Linked DNA regions of Mus musculus: regions 1 and 3 are each linked to region 2. A link is a contact called in public Hi-C data. All regions are on one chromosome and are shown on one strand. The core of a region is the stretch at or near the end of the contact, and the rest is flanking DNA. Distances in the headings are between cores, read along the strand shown.

Region 1 (4,064 bases), core at 419-2,918, 470 kb before region 2:
TCTTGACATACTTATCCCACACTTCTGCATCCTACCCTCTCTGACTGCACTTTTACTGGATCAACACTGTCTGCCATACTCTACCTTTCTTGTGGGCTCTTGGTCCAAGGTTACAAGAAGGTTTCTATGAAGTGAGTCAGGTACTACGTCCCAGAGTCATACTGCTGGTAGTGACCTAATCTGGCCTCAGGTGGAGAGCTGAGCCATTTCTCAGCTCTGAGGACAGGGCATTATACCCTATGAAGATTGCCAGCATGCCATTTGAGCTTCCCAAAACACCTACAATTCAGAGTCATTTCTCCCCACCCCCCCTTTTTTTAAGTCCCCATGAATATTTCAAGGCCTGGCTGTCCATGATATTCACTGACCCTTCAGGATCTAAGCCCCTCCCCTCAGTGCATGTCTTCAAGGAGGCTCATCCTTGGGAGCCTTGTGCACTGGGACCGTTTTAGAATTGAGAGAAGATGAAGCAGTCACTGTTCTTTGATAATGGAGGAGAGAGTTCTGCCATGAGAAAGGTCTTCACAATGAGCGTCCCGACACTGAGATTCACATACAGTGTTTACACATGAAAGCAATGCAGTGCTGATCTTCCTGGGGCTTCTGTGCAAGAAGAACAACTACTCTTGATGAATACTGAGCTCTCTGGGGGTTGGGGGATTCTGCTGTATATTAGCTAATGCCAGCAGAATGTTGTACAGTAGATAAAATGACTCTCTGCATGTGCCTTCAAGGTCAATTTAGAAAGCGTTTCTTTATGGAGCTCATCAGCTAACATATCAACTCTACTTGATACATTCACAAATAAATGCCAGTACATGTGTATGAAGTGATTTTTTACAAAGCCAAGTGCTGTTTAATAACTAAACGGAAATCTTATGTTTTTCTACCTTGGATAAACTCCCTTTACTCAGTTTTCCCCAGGAAAGTAAGAATTAGTAGGTTAAGATTTATCATAGATGGGCCAAAAAATATATATCTTTTTATCATGTGTTTAAATTTCCAAATATCCACATCCCTATACCGTAAATACAACCCCTGTGCATGTGCATGTGTGTGCACAAACACACACACATAGGCCACATCCCAGCTTTCTGATTCTAAGCAAACACCCTAATCTTAATCCTTTAAATGTGATTATTATTATTATCATTATTATTACTTTAGGTAATTCTGGGAATTCTACTTCCTCCTTCAATTCTCAGCTTGGAGTTCAAGAACAAAGATGACATGCCCTATATGACTCAGGCCCAGGAGATTCATCTCCAAGAGAAGGAGCCGGAGGAGCCAGAGAAGCCCACAAAGGAAAAAGATGAAGAGGACATGGAGCTAACAGTAAGGAAACATTTATGCAGTTTTCCTCCCTGGGGAGGAAACTTTTGATATTGCTGGGGTTTAGTAATGCTTGAGAGCAGATAAGGGTTCTCCAGCCCCCTGCCAGGTCTAACCTTATAAGTGTTGAGACTACAATATCATGAGTCGCCTTTTGTGCACAAACAGCACTTCTCTAGGATCCAACTGTATGGAAAGTCTTTCTGCCAATGGTGCCGGAAAAAAAAAAAAAAAAAAAAAAAAACCAGAGCAATGAGATGCAAAGCCAGACAGCCTCAATTCTCCGGGCGAGCATCCGTTTGTAAACATGATGCCATGACTAGCAGTCTTAACACACAAGAATGAGAGGGAAGCCAGGCGCTGTGAGCAGCCAGCTTGGCTGAGCTGGCAACATTCTGCTGGTCAGAAGCGAAGCCCATATCTGTCTTCAGGGTCGAAGTCACAAAACCAGCGCTAATTGAATTTTGAGGTTTGTACGGAAAGCTTTTATTAGCTTCCCAGTACAATTATAGAACACGGATGCTTTGTTCTGCAGAGAGAACAAGACAGCTATGCATGAAACCACTTTCCACAGCCCCCACCAGAGTGACATGACTGGCACTGGCTTGTGCCCAAAGGCTAAAAATAGCCTGCGCTATTAAAGGGACACACAGGGCTTCGTAGCTTGGGAGAGCTGCATCAAACAGCAACTGTATAAGGACAGGTCTGAGGCACCTCAACCTCCCTCACTGCCCCTGGCTACAGGAGTAATGACCCAGAAGGAGCTGTAAGAGGGGAAGATGAAAATTGGTTTGGTTCAGGTGACAAAAAGACTTTGCATGAGTCTTCTCCCTGGAACAGCCATGAGACATGTTCCTCTTCCATATGCACAGCATTTCTTTCCAGAAAACTCCTTCCTAGGGATTTGGTAAGAGATGTGATCCTTCATTTACTGGATGAAAAGCCAATTTTTGTTTCAGCTCCCAGATCTCTGTAAAAATCTATGTAGTCATATGTAACAAAAAACAAAAACAAACAAACAAACAAACAAACAAACAAAAACATGCCCTGGCCTGCCCTGCAAATAATGGCAGCAGAGACTGCCTTCCCTGAAAATCATGTCATAATATTGATCTCTGAACTCCTCAGATGAGAAATGGTATTTTAATCATGGGTAGTATAGATACTGAATTCTTGCTGGCTGTTTCAGCAAATAGGTAAAGAGTCAGAATCCTGCCCCTTCACCTACTTGCTGTGTGACCTTGAACACAATTTCATCTCTTCAAGAGTGGGAGTATAGGTTTGTCTGCCTCCTGGGTGGTTATATGGCTTAAAGAGTAAACTACCTGGGCCATGATCATGATGTAAAATGGATGGATGGATGGATGGGTGGGTGGGTGGATGGATGGATGGATGGATGGATAGACGGATGGATGAATGGATACAGAGAGACAAACAGACATAGGTGGATACATAGATAGATAGATAGATAGATAGATAGATAGATAGATAGATAGATAGATAGATAGATAGATAGATAGAAAGAAAGGAAGAAAGAAAGAAAGAAAGAAAGAGAAAGATAATGGGTGAATGGGTGGATGAGTGGATAGCTAGACAGACAGACAGACAGACAGATGATAGAGAAACCACTTAGGCACATGGATGCAAACTTAGACTGACAACTAAACATTAATAAATGTTTGCTTATGGTGTTGAAACAGTGCTGTACACTCTATCCACCCCCTACTACTCATGGGAACACATCATGCCTGTCAAGTAAACATTTTTCTACCTCACAGATTAGAAAGCAAGGACTCGGAGATTAAATTGCTCACATTTACCCAGCTGGCTAGTTGCAATGGTGGTATTAGAATCCAGACATACATGCTTCATTAGCTGTTGTTATATACTTAACAACCTCTGCCAATTGTCAAGGGAAAGAATTGTTTCTATTATCAGATGGCTCTGCTCAGTGGATTTGGTTCACCACAGAGTAGGGAGCCTCCAAGGGACGCAAGGTGTCCCAGATCAAGTGAGGTGTGGCTCCCTCACAGGCACGAATCCTGGGACGAGAGCCCAGAAGCTGAATGGTATTTTCTGAGGCTGGGTATAGAGAAGGGAGCTTCCCTTGTCCTCTAAGAGCTTTAGGGACTTTGATCCTTTAGGAAGACACTATAAAAGATGTCTCCCTAGTCCCAAAGCACCATGGGCTTGCCAAGGAATAGATAGATCCCAGCACTGTTCACTGAGAACATGAGTAGGAGGGGTGATGATAAGTAGAAACCTCACAGAGAAGAATAAAGTGGGGACTTGTGGGCTGCAGGCCTTCAGTGGGGTCAACATTGTCCTTGCAAGATAGCTTCTTTTCACCCTGATGGCAAAATCTGTTTTTGCTTCTCTGGTGAACATCTCACCCTAGACAGGATTGGATAAAGGCCCTGTTGACAAACCTGTTTCCTTCATAGGTCTGATATTCGAGCTTCTAGCAAAATGAAGACTAGGACATCCTTGGTTGCTTCCAAAATGATACCTAAGACTATCCAGTCACTACTTGGCCCATGTTTGTAGCCTTTGGCAGCTTAATTTACATCAAAGGATCTTTCTCCTTACTGACACCTGTCTCAAACCTGCACTGGGCAATCATATATTTGACCCTGTTGAAACCTCTTCCTCTACTAGAAAAATATTTTTTTTGTTTTCTATTTTAAACTGTTTTTTAATGTTTCTTTTATACATACATGGCCCTGTTAAAT
Region 2 (4,306 bases), core at 1,399-3,898:
AGCACCTTGTCTGCCTGCCTGCTGCCATGCTATCTGTCACAATGGTTTTGAACTCACTTCTGAAACTGTAAGAAAGCCCCCAATTAAATGCTTTCTTTAGTAAGTTTCCATGGCAGCAGGGGTTGTTTATTGTGCTGGGGAACAAGTTCAGCATCTTGTGTAGGCTAGGCAAGTTCTCTTACCACTGAGCTGAGTTCCTGCAGGTGAGGTCTTAAAGAAGCCTGTAAAATAGAGGCTGAAAAGGAGCTAGCTAACCTTTTGTCAGTGCATATAGTAATTTTCTTTATATTGTTTTAAAACATATTCACTATTTTTTTTAATTATTTGAAAAAATTTTAAATATCCCCTTCTTTTTGAATTTAAGAAAAAATCCAAATACTTATTAAGTGGACTTACATTCTTATACAAGGTAATCAAAGATGACCACTCTGCACAGGTGTCAACTGTCTATTTTGCCACACTCACTTAGTCCGAAGGCCACCTGCTTAATCTATCTGGCCCTTGTGGAAAACTGAGTCTGAGATTCTGGGTACAAGGAGGAGGGGGAGTATTAACAAAGAGAGTGGTGTTGTCAAGATGTAGACTCCAGAGCCCAAGTGACCTGTAGAATGGATACACTGGACATAAAGTTGGAGACATGTTTTTAAACATTTAGATAATGAGAAACTGCAGTCAGTAAAGGACAGAGAGTAAGAAACCACAAACAGTTGCCTTGTGTCCAGCTAAGGGTCCACGCAGTCATGAGTAAATAATCAAAACTGAATGGACTCTTCACTATCTGTGAGGATGTATCAGGAGTGAAAATGCAAAGGATCCAATGTCCTTACGTTCGCTTTCGAGGAAAGCCAGGATCTTCGCAATACTTAGGAAAGACCACAGACTGGGGGACTGCTCTGTCTTGGAGATGAGGAGACATAGTGATTTACAAAACTACCAAGGCCAGATGTGACCAGTGAGACACCGGAGGAAGGACACCCTTGCTCTGGTCTACCTTCGGACTTTCTCCTGCCCTCGCTGTGAGAGCCTCTGCATTTTCCTTGCAGAGTGCTTGCGTACTTGGCCACCAGGGGGCCCTATTGCACCCTTCAGAAGGAATAATCATTAGCATTGGTGGTCTCATGGGAAATTCTTAAGGGCTGGTCACCCTGCGATCTATTTTTAATAAAGACAGCCTTGTCTTTAGAAATGAGAACAGCCAAATAGATAAGAAGTAAAACATTTCATGGGAATGTAAAAACAGCCAAGGTTATAGATGAGCCGAAGACTCACTCTGTGGCTTCCTTAGCTACATACAAGCTTATGTCTGCAGTTTTCTGTCTCATAGATTGTCCCTCTCTCCTGCCTCTTCCACCTGGTCTTCCATTGTGTCCCCACCCCTTATTCTGTCGACCAAAGCCAGGCAGTGGGAGTTGAAGGCAACGTTCACCCTGGAAAGAAGACTGCATTTGTGGTCGGCTCACCGTGCTCACTCCTGAAGGTGTGATCCTGTGGGAGGATGGAGTGGGTGTTCTTCGCAGTTCCTCCTCCCACGAACCAGTTCACATTGGGATTCCAGCGGTTCACAAAGCCACAGAGATGGTTTTCTTCAAAGTCACATTCTGGAGGAAGAGACGTAAACAGACATTTCATGGAGCTGCAGTTACACCGGGGGGGGGGGGGGACACCCATACTGACTGCATACTCTGACCTTAGTCATTCTAAGGGCTCTTTTTCTCAACCATCGACCAGAAATTCAGAACAATATCGGGCAAGGAGAGAGATCCAGTAATGAGTCGATGTTCTGATTCATCATTGCCTCTCTGAGCCCTTTCTCCTATTAGCCATGTGGCTTGTTGTTCTCCTATTAGCCATGTACAGCTCTCAGTATGTCCATGCTTGATATTAGCTGATGAGTTTTTGTCAGCCTACTAAATTAATCAATTGGTCAAAGTTTTGGTCCCGGGGCTACATCCAAGGTCTTGTATGTGTTCATCATGCACTTTACCAGTGACCTGTGTTCACAGCTCTAATGTGTCTATTTTACTGTACTATTTTAGAGTTATTCCTCAGCTCTAGACATTTTCTCCACCACCCTTTCTGTTCCCTGATGGCCCAGCCCTCCATCTCTCTGTGGCGAACAAGACTTCCAGAACTCAGAGGCACGTTTCCAAGATGCTGAAACCCCCCCCCCCCACTTGTCTGATGAGTAAGAGTCGAGTGAGAGTATGTGGGAGAGGAGCACACTGGGACCAGGGCCTTTCTGCAACTCCTGCCTAGAGATGAGGAAGACTGAAGTAAAATCTCTGTGCTTGGGAATGGTGTCGTGTTGCTTCTGTACATTGCTTCTCATCAACAAACTCTTTTAGCAGGGAATTTATAAACATAACTCAGCCGCTGACCCCATAATCCTGCAATTATCAAACAAAGGATGATTCCCGTCCTATTCTTCTCTACTGCTCCATCCCCCTTGTTGGGTTCCACCAAGGGAGGGGAAAGAGGTTGATATCAGGCTTAGAACCCATCTCCATCACTGCCAGACTACCATGGTGAGCTATGGCCCTTTATAGAAGGAACAGCCTAACCAGAAGTCTTGACCATACAACCACCCTTTCCACTTGCTAGTAATTCCTCTTCCTGTCCTGGCTAGGAAGCGAAGGGTCAAATATGGCCTTGACCATCCTTGGCTAGCCAGATGGCAGGTTATGAGTCATAGCTGGCTCTAATTCTGGTCACTGTGCCAGCACCTGTTGGCATTTTTACTTTGCAAGGCTTTGTGGTCTGGTTGATGTCAATGGGCTTTCTTCAAATTACAGAGGCGGATCCCCACCTCCACTCCCACACCCCACAGAGCCACCCCGTTCCCACCAGAATCCTAGCTGGGACAGTTGTCAGCGTGCACTGACAAATTTTAAAATTTCTTTTTTTTTTTTCAAATTACCACGGCAGTATCTGCCAACTGATGCTCAACATGTAGTGCCAAGGGCTGTCATGGAGTGGAATAAAAAGCAAAATCCTCCTTAGTGTGCCAGGCAGCAGCCTAAGCTTCTTCTATGAACTCACTTAATCCCCAGCATCGCTCCAGATAGACAGTGTTATGAATCCAATTGCACTGAAGGGGAACCAAGAGAAGAGGAGAACACAGAGCTAGGAAGGGTGACAGTGTGGCATCCTTTTTGTTGTAACCAAACCAGAAGCCACCGTATCATCTGGGGGCAAGAACTGAACGTTACTTCAGTGCCAGTACTTTGTCAACCACCCTTAACTCTACTTCTCAGCCATCACGGGAACCAGCTTCTGTCTTTCTTTCTTTCTTTCTTTCTTTCTTTCTTTCTCTCTCTCTCTCTCTCTCTCTCTCTCTCTCTCTCTCTCTCTCTCTCCCTCCCTCCCTCCCTCCCTCCCTCCCTCCCTCCCTCCCTCCCTCTCTCTCTCTCTCTCTCTTTCTTTCTTTCTTTCTTTCTTTCTTTTTTTACTGGCGATGAGGACAAGTGTGTGTGTGTGTGTGTGTGTGTGTGTGTATACATGCACGTGCCCACGTGCACATGCAGTCAGGGACTGATCCAGCGGAGCTCCCCAAATGTGTCTGACTGCTTCTGTGTGTGGAATGGCAGCACCCAGACTACTCAAAGGAGGAGACTGAATGGAAGTTCTCTGCATCTACATAAAGTACTTTTTTTTTTTTTTAGTCTCTTTTTCTTCGTTGCATTAGAGGTATCAGTGAAAGACCAAACATAGAAGCCAGAGCACAGGGCATTCATGTAGGCTCCTTGTTCAGGAGCAGCATTAACCCTTCACTGACTTCAGCTGAGTCTCCAGTCTAAATATTGTCAATGCTGAGGTGTCTCTCAGATCTACTGATTTTTTTTTTTCTTTTCTACTCTCTGATCCCAACCCCCCAGTTTAAGGTCCTCATTCTATAATCCCTACAAATCCGTGTTTCTTCTGGGATTTTCCTAGGTCCTATGTATCTGTATTTCCTTGTTTCCAGTTCATGGACACCACTGCCATCATCTTGAAGCCACAGCTGCATGCCTGTCCCCTGCAGGCTAACTCTAGCACCTCCCTACCTCATAATTCCAGAAAGCCAGGCTCCCTGCCCTGAGTCCTGTTTCTATAGGAAGCCCCCTGAGGGTTCTGACAACTCAGCTCTGGGGTCTGCACCTGTCTGCTCAGATCTCGCAGCCTCAGCCCCCCAAAGAACCCGTTCCTCCCATGTGCACCTTCGCAGACACCAGCCTCTCATCATGTAAAGTGTAATGGCCGGTGTCTAAGGAGGAATAGTCAGGCACCCGTGGACCAGGGACTATCCTCTCTTCCTGCCTTCTCAAAA
Region 3 (4,178 bases), core at 1,238-3,737, 310 kb after region 2:
GCCAGACCAGGCAGTTCTTTGCTGTATATGTGTCCAGGGACTTGGCCCAGCTGGTGAATGCTGCCTGGTTGATGGCTCAGTGTCAGAGAGATCTCAGGGGTCCAGATTAGTTGAGACTGCTGGTCTTCCTATGGGGTTGCCCTCCTCCTCAGCTTCTTCCAGTTTTTTTTTCTAATTCATCTACAGGGGTCCCTGGCTTCTGTCCATTGCTTGGGTATAAGTATCTGCATCTGACTCAGATGCTTGGGCAGCCTCTCAGAAGGCCATGGTAGACTCCTCTCTGTAAGCACGCCAGAGCATCATTAATAGTGTCAGGCCTTGGAGCCTCCCCTTGAGCTGACTCCCAATTTGGGCCTGTCACTGGACCTCCTGTCCCTCAGGCTCTTGTCCATTTTTGTCCCTGCAGTTCTTTTAGACAGGAACAATTCTGGGTCGGAGATTTTGACTGTGGGATGGCAACCCCATCCCTCACATGATGCCCTTTCTTTCTGCTGGAGGTAGGCTCTATAGGTTCCCTCTCCCCAGTGTAGGGCATTTCATCTAAGGTCCCTCCCTTTAGTCCTGAGAGTCTCTCACCTCCCAGGTCTCTGGCACATTCTAGAGGGTCCCCCCACCTCTTATTTCCCAAGGTTGTCTGTTTCCATTCTTTTGGCTGGGCCTCAGGGCTTCAGTCCTGTCCCCACCTCCAATACCTGATCATGTCCCCCTTTTCCCTCCCTGTCCCTTATCCCACCCAGGTTCCTCCCTCCCTCTGCCACTTACCCCCAAGTCCCCATGATTGCTTTCTTCTCCCTCCCAAGTGGGATTATGGCATCCTCACTTGGGCCCTTTGGCTTGTTAACCTTCTTGAGTTCTGTAGATTGTATTCTGGGTATTCTATATGTTTTTTGGCTAATAACCACTTATTAGTGAGTATATACCATGCATATCCTTCTGGGCCTGAGTTACCTCACTCAGAATGATATTTTGTAGTTCCATCCATTTGCCTGCAAACCTCATAATGTCCTTGTTCTTAATAGTTGAGTTGTACTCCATTGTGTAAATGAACATTTTCTGTATCCATTCTTCCATTGTGGGACATCTGGGTTGTTTCCAGCTTCTGGCTCTCACAAATAAGGCTGCTATGAACATAGTGGAGCATGTGCCCCTGTGGCATGGTGGGGCATCTTTTGGGTATATGCCCAAGAGTGGTATAGCTGGGTCTTTAGGTAGACCTATTTCCAATTTTCCGAGGAACCTCCAGTAGCATATTACTTTTTAAAAAAATGTAAAAGATGTGTGTGCGTGTATGTTCCCACAGAAGCCAGAAGAGGATGTTGGATCATCTGGAGCTGGGGTTACAGGTGGTTGTGGTTGCTAAAAACAAGTGTACTTCATTGCTAAGCCATCTCTCCAGCCCCTGGTATCACTCTTCGACAGGACTCTTGAACTTGCTCTTGGTCTAGGGATGCAACACACCCCATTTGTCTCACTGCTTCTCCCAGAGCTTGTCAGAGTCTTTTAGGGTCTTAATCAGGTCTGTTTTGCTTTCCACAAGTTTGTAGACTGTCTCTTGTTTCTTCACCAGGATCAGGACCAACCACAGTTTGCTTTTCAGAGATCCAAGTTTCAAATAGCCCAGCCAAAGATAACCTTGAATGTCACCTCCTGTTTTTACCTCCCAAGATCACAGCCACGCACTACCTTGCCAGGGCCAAAAACCAAAAATTAAAAAGATACAGACTTCAAGCATCAGAGAAGGAGGAAGAGGAGGAGGAGGACGGGGAGGAGGAGGAGGAGGAGGAGGGAGAGGAGGAGGAGGAGGAGGAGGAGGAGGAGGAGGAGACACCATCACCAGTTAGAGGCAGTCAGAACTTTGTACTTAGAAGGGACAAATAAACCTGATATATAAAAATAAAAATTTTAATTACAACACTTTTAAAATCCAAATGGAACAGAGCAATCTTATAATTTGTGGAGCAAGAGAGGTCAGGAACAATTGTCAAAGCCTTTATTTTATTTTATACTCCAAATTAACGTAGTGATCACGAAATGTATCAAAAATGCTAAAAGTACAGAAGTACAGTGGGTTACTTTTGTTTTTAACCTTATCCCCGAGATCTGAAGGGTTCTTTCTCCTGTACTTTCTTTCCTTTGCTTACTACATTACAAGATCTAACTAAACGCGCTACTTTACACTTCATGCATAAAGTAGCACAGGCGTGCAAAAGGAGGTCAGCAACCCGCCTCCTCCCCGGGTGGGCCGGTGAAGCGGGCCTGGTGCAGCCATCCGGAGGTCCCTGGGTAAAGGCCACTCTGGGACACGGCTGCTCGGAGAAGTGCGGGGGAAGCCTCCTTCCTCCACGCCTAGTGAACCAAAACTCCACCAAAAGCCACCGAGCTCGAAGAGCCGGCCCAACCCAGCGGTGCTGCGGCCCTCCCTGACCCGGAAGTGCTCGGCGGCCTCGGCGAGAACGCGCCTGAGCCAGCGCGCGCGCGCGCCCCCGCGGAACTCCCGCCGGCGGCTGGGCTCTGCCGGAGGCGCGCCCGATCGCGGCGGCCGCCAACATGGCCGAGTCGAACGAGGAGGTGGCGGTGCTGGTGCAGAGGGTGGTGAAGGACATCACCAACGCCTTCCGAAGGAACCCGCACATGTGAGTGGCGCGCCCTGCGCCGCCGGGGTCGTCGGGGGCGGCTCGGGGCCGCGCTCTAGTCCACTCGCCGGGGCCGCTCGGGGCCCACGCGCGCTTCCGACAGGCGGAGCGCGGCTGGGACTGTCGCGCCGAGCCGGCTGGCCGTTACCAAGACGCGTGGCGGGGCAGTGCCGGGGAGCGACCTCCGAGAGCCACGTCGGAGCGTGGAGTTTTCTGCCCTGCGCGACGCGTCCCGGGAGTTGTGGCAACTCTTCTCCCCGCCGCCCTCCGCCGGGATGCGCTTGCCCCGCGGGCCACTACCGTGGGTCTCTGTGTCTTGGAGGCGACTCTCGGTTGCATCCAGTGCGTGGCTATAGAGGATTATCCACCCCATCATACTCCCTACAGCCCCCTTTCGGGTTAACTAAAGGTGATTGGAAGCTGCCTTTGACTTTTCGACTCGCTTGTCACAAAATTGCAAAGCGAGTCGGATGTAACAATTTTTGAAGGTGACCTGAGTGGATCTTATAAAGCTGTTGCAAACTGGATACTTTTTTTTTATTAGTAGCGCGTCCGAAGTTACAGACGAGCATCTTAAGGCATTCTTACCTAGCATTGTTGCCTTCTAAAAGTTCACTCCTGAACTGATACATATATTATCTCTTTCTCCTCCCTTTCCATTTTATTTGTTACTCTCTAGGAAGATACTCTTAAGATTGTATTTTTCTTTTCCTGATACTCTCCCTTTAACGAATGGAAAGGAAGCTACTAAAGAGTTACCTACATCAGTATACAAAAGAATAAGAAGCCAGAATGTAGCCCATTCCTGGGGAAACAAACATGAAGTCCGGTTTTGTATTATTTTCTCATTGGTTATACAATTTATTTTTAATATTTTAATTTTTTTTACTAAAACACATGAATTATTTTTACGCATTCTAGCCTCCTTAGCTTTTCCACTAAATGAAAGGCCAAACACTTTAATCAAGTGTTCTTTTCCTCCAAGATGATCTCAGAAAAGAATTTAGAAGTCCTCAGATGGCCTGCTTTCTTCTCTCAATTAAGGACTTAAAACTGTACTTCCTTCAAGACAAAAGACTACTGGCCTCTAAACATACCTGCCAGCCCCGACAGCCCCTAAGTCGTCCTCCTTTCCTCTTTTGACTGCTGACTTTTTTCCCCAATGAGTGTTTGGAGTGATTTCCTGGCAGTAGCCATAGTGGCTGCTGGGCCTTTTAAGGAATGCTTTGATGTCTTGTGTGTCTGTCTTTGAGGCCCTTTTTGAGAATTCCAGCTGCAGAGCAAGTAAAAGACACATCCTTTGGGGGGGGGGGGGAAGCTGGGCAAGTGAGAAGGTTCATTTTTTAATCACTGGTGTCATTTTCTAAAACATTGTAACAAAGGTTAGACATTTAATATCGTGATCACTCCAGTTTCTCATCTTTGAGGTGGACAAAAAATACTATATTTGGCGAAATTATGATTAGTTAGTTCTGGAGGTTGACCCAGTGGAATGTGGATCAGGTCTCTGTTTTTCTGGATCATCAAAAACTCCTAAAGGGCTTC

The links. Hi-C and Micro-C count contacts between places; a contact is called where the count stands out from the background.
Region 1: a contact with region 2 is called in a Hi-C map of cerebellum, with 2.3 times the contacts expected there. A contact is called at or near these places in 13 of 484 Hi-C or Micro-C datasets (the C2C12 cell line, the G1E-ER4 cell line, the HPC-7 cell line and 4 more), 4 of 130 datasets of targeted methods (all in embryonic stem cells) and 1 of 9 other capture datasets (embryonic stem cells).
Region 3: a Hi-C map of cerebellum shows a contact between it and region 2, with 1.8 times the contacts expected there. A contact is called at or near these places in 2 of 39 promoter capture datasets (the 3T3-L1 cell line and cranial neural crest), 8 of 484 Hi-C or Micro-C datasets (adipose-derived mesenchymal stem cells, brain, cerebellar granule neurons and 5 more), 4 of 130 datasets of targeted methods (bone marrow-derived macrophages, embryonic forebrain, embryonic stem cells and 1 more) and 1 of 9 other capture datasets (adipose tissue).

Annotation. Positions count from the first base shown.
Region 1 is chr19:22,903,468-22,907,531 of GRCm38.p6, forward strand. Trpm3 (transient receptor potential cation channel, subfamily M, member 3) reads left to right here. Exons shown (of 26, transcript NM_001362491.1): 18 at 1,168-1,335. Among named protein-coding and RNA genes, the nearest start is that of Gm52388, 21 kb to the right of the region's middle.
Region 2 is chr19:23,372,458-23,376,763 of GRCm38.p6, forward strand. It overlaps Mamdc2 (MAM domain containing 2), which reads right to left. Exons shown (of 14, transcript NM_174857.3): 5 at 1,461-1,598. Among named protein-coding and RNA genes, the nearest start is that of Mamdc2, 74 kb to the right of the region's middle.
Region 3 is chr19:23,684,913-23,689,090 of GRCm38.p6, forward strand. Ptar1 (protein prenyltransferase alpha subunit repeat containing 1) reads left to right here and starts at 2,488. Exons shown (of 7, transcript NM_028208.1): 1 at 2,488-2,633. The coding sequence starts at 2,548.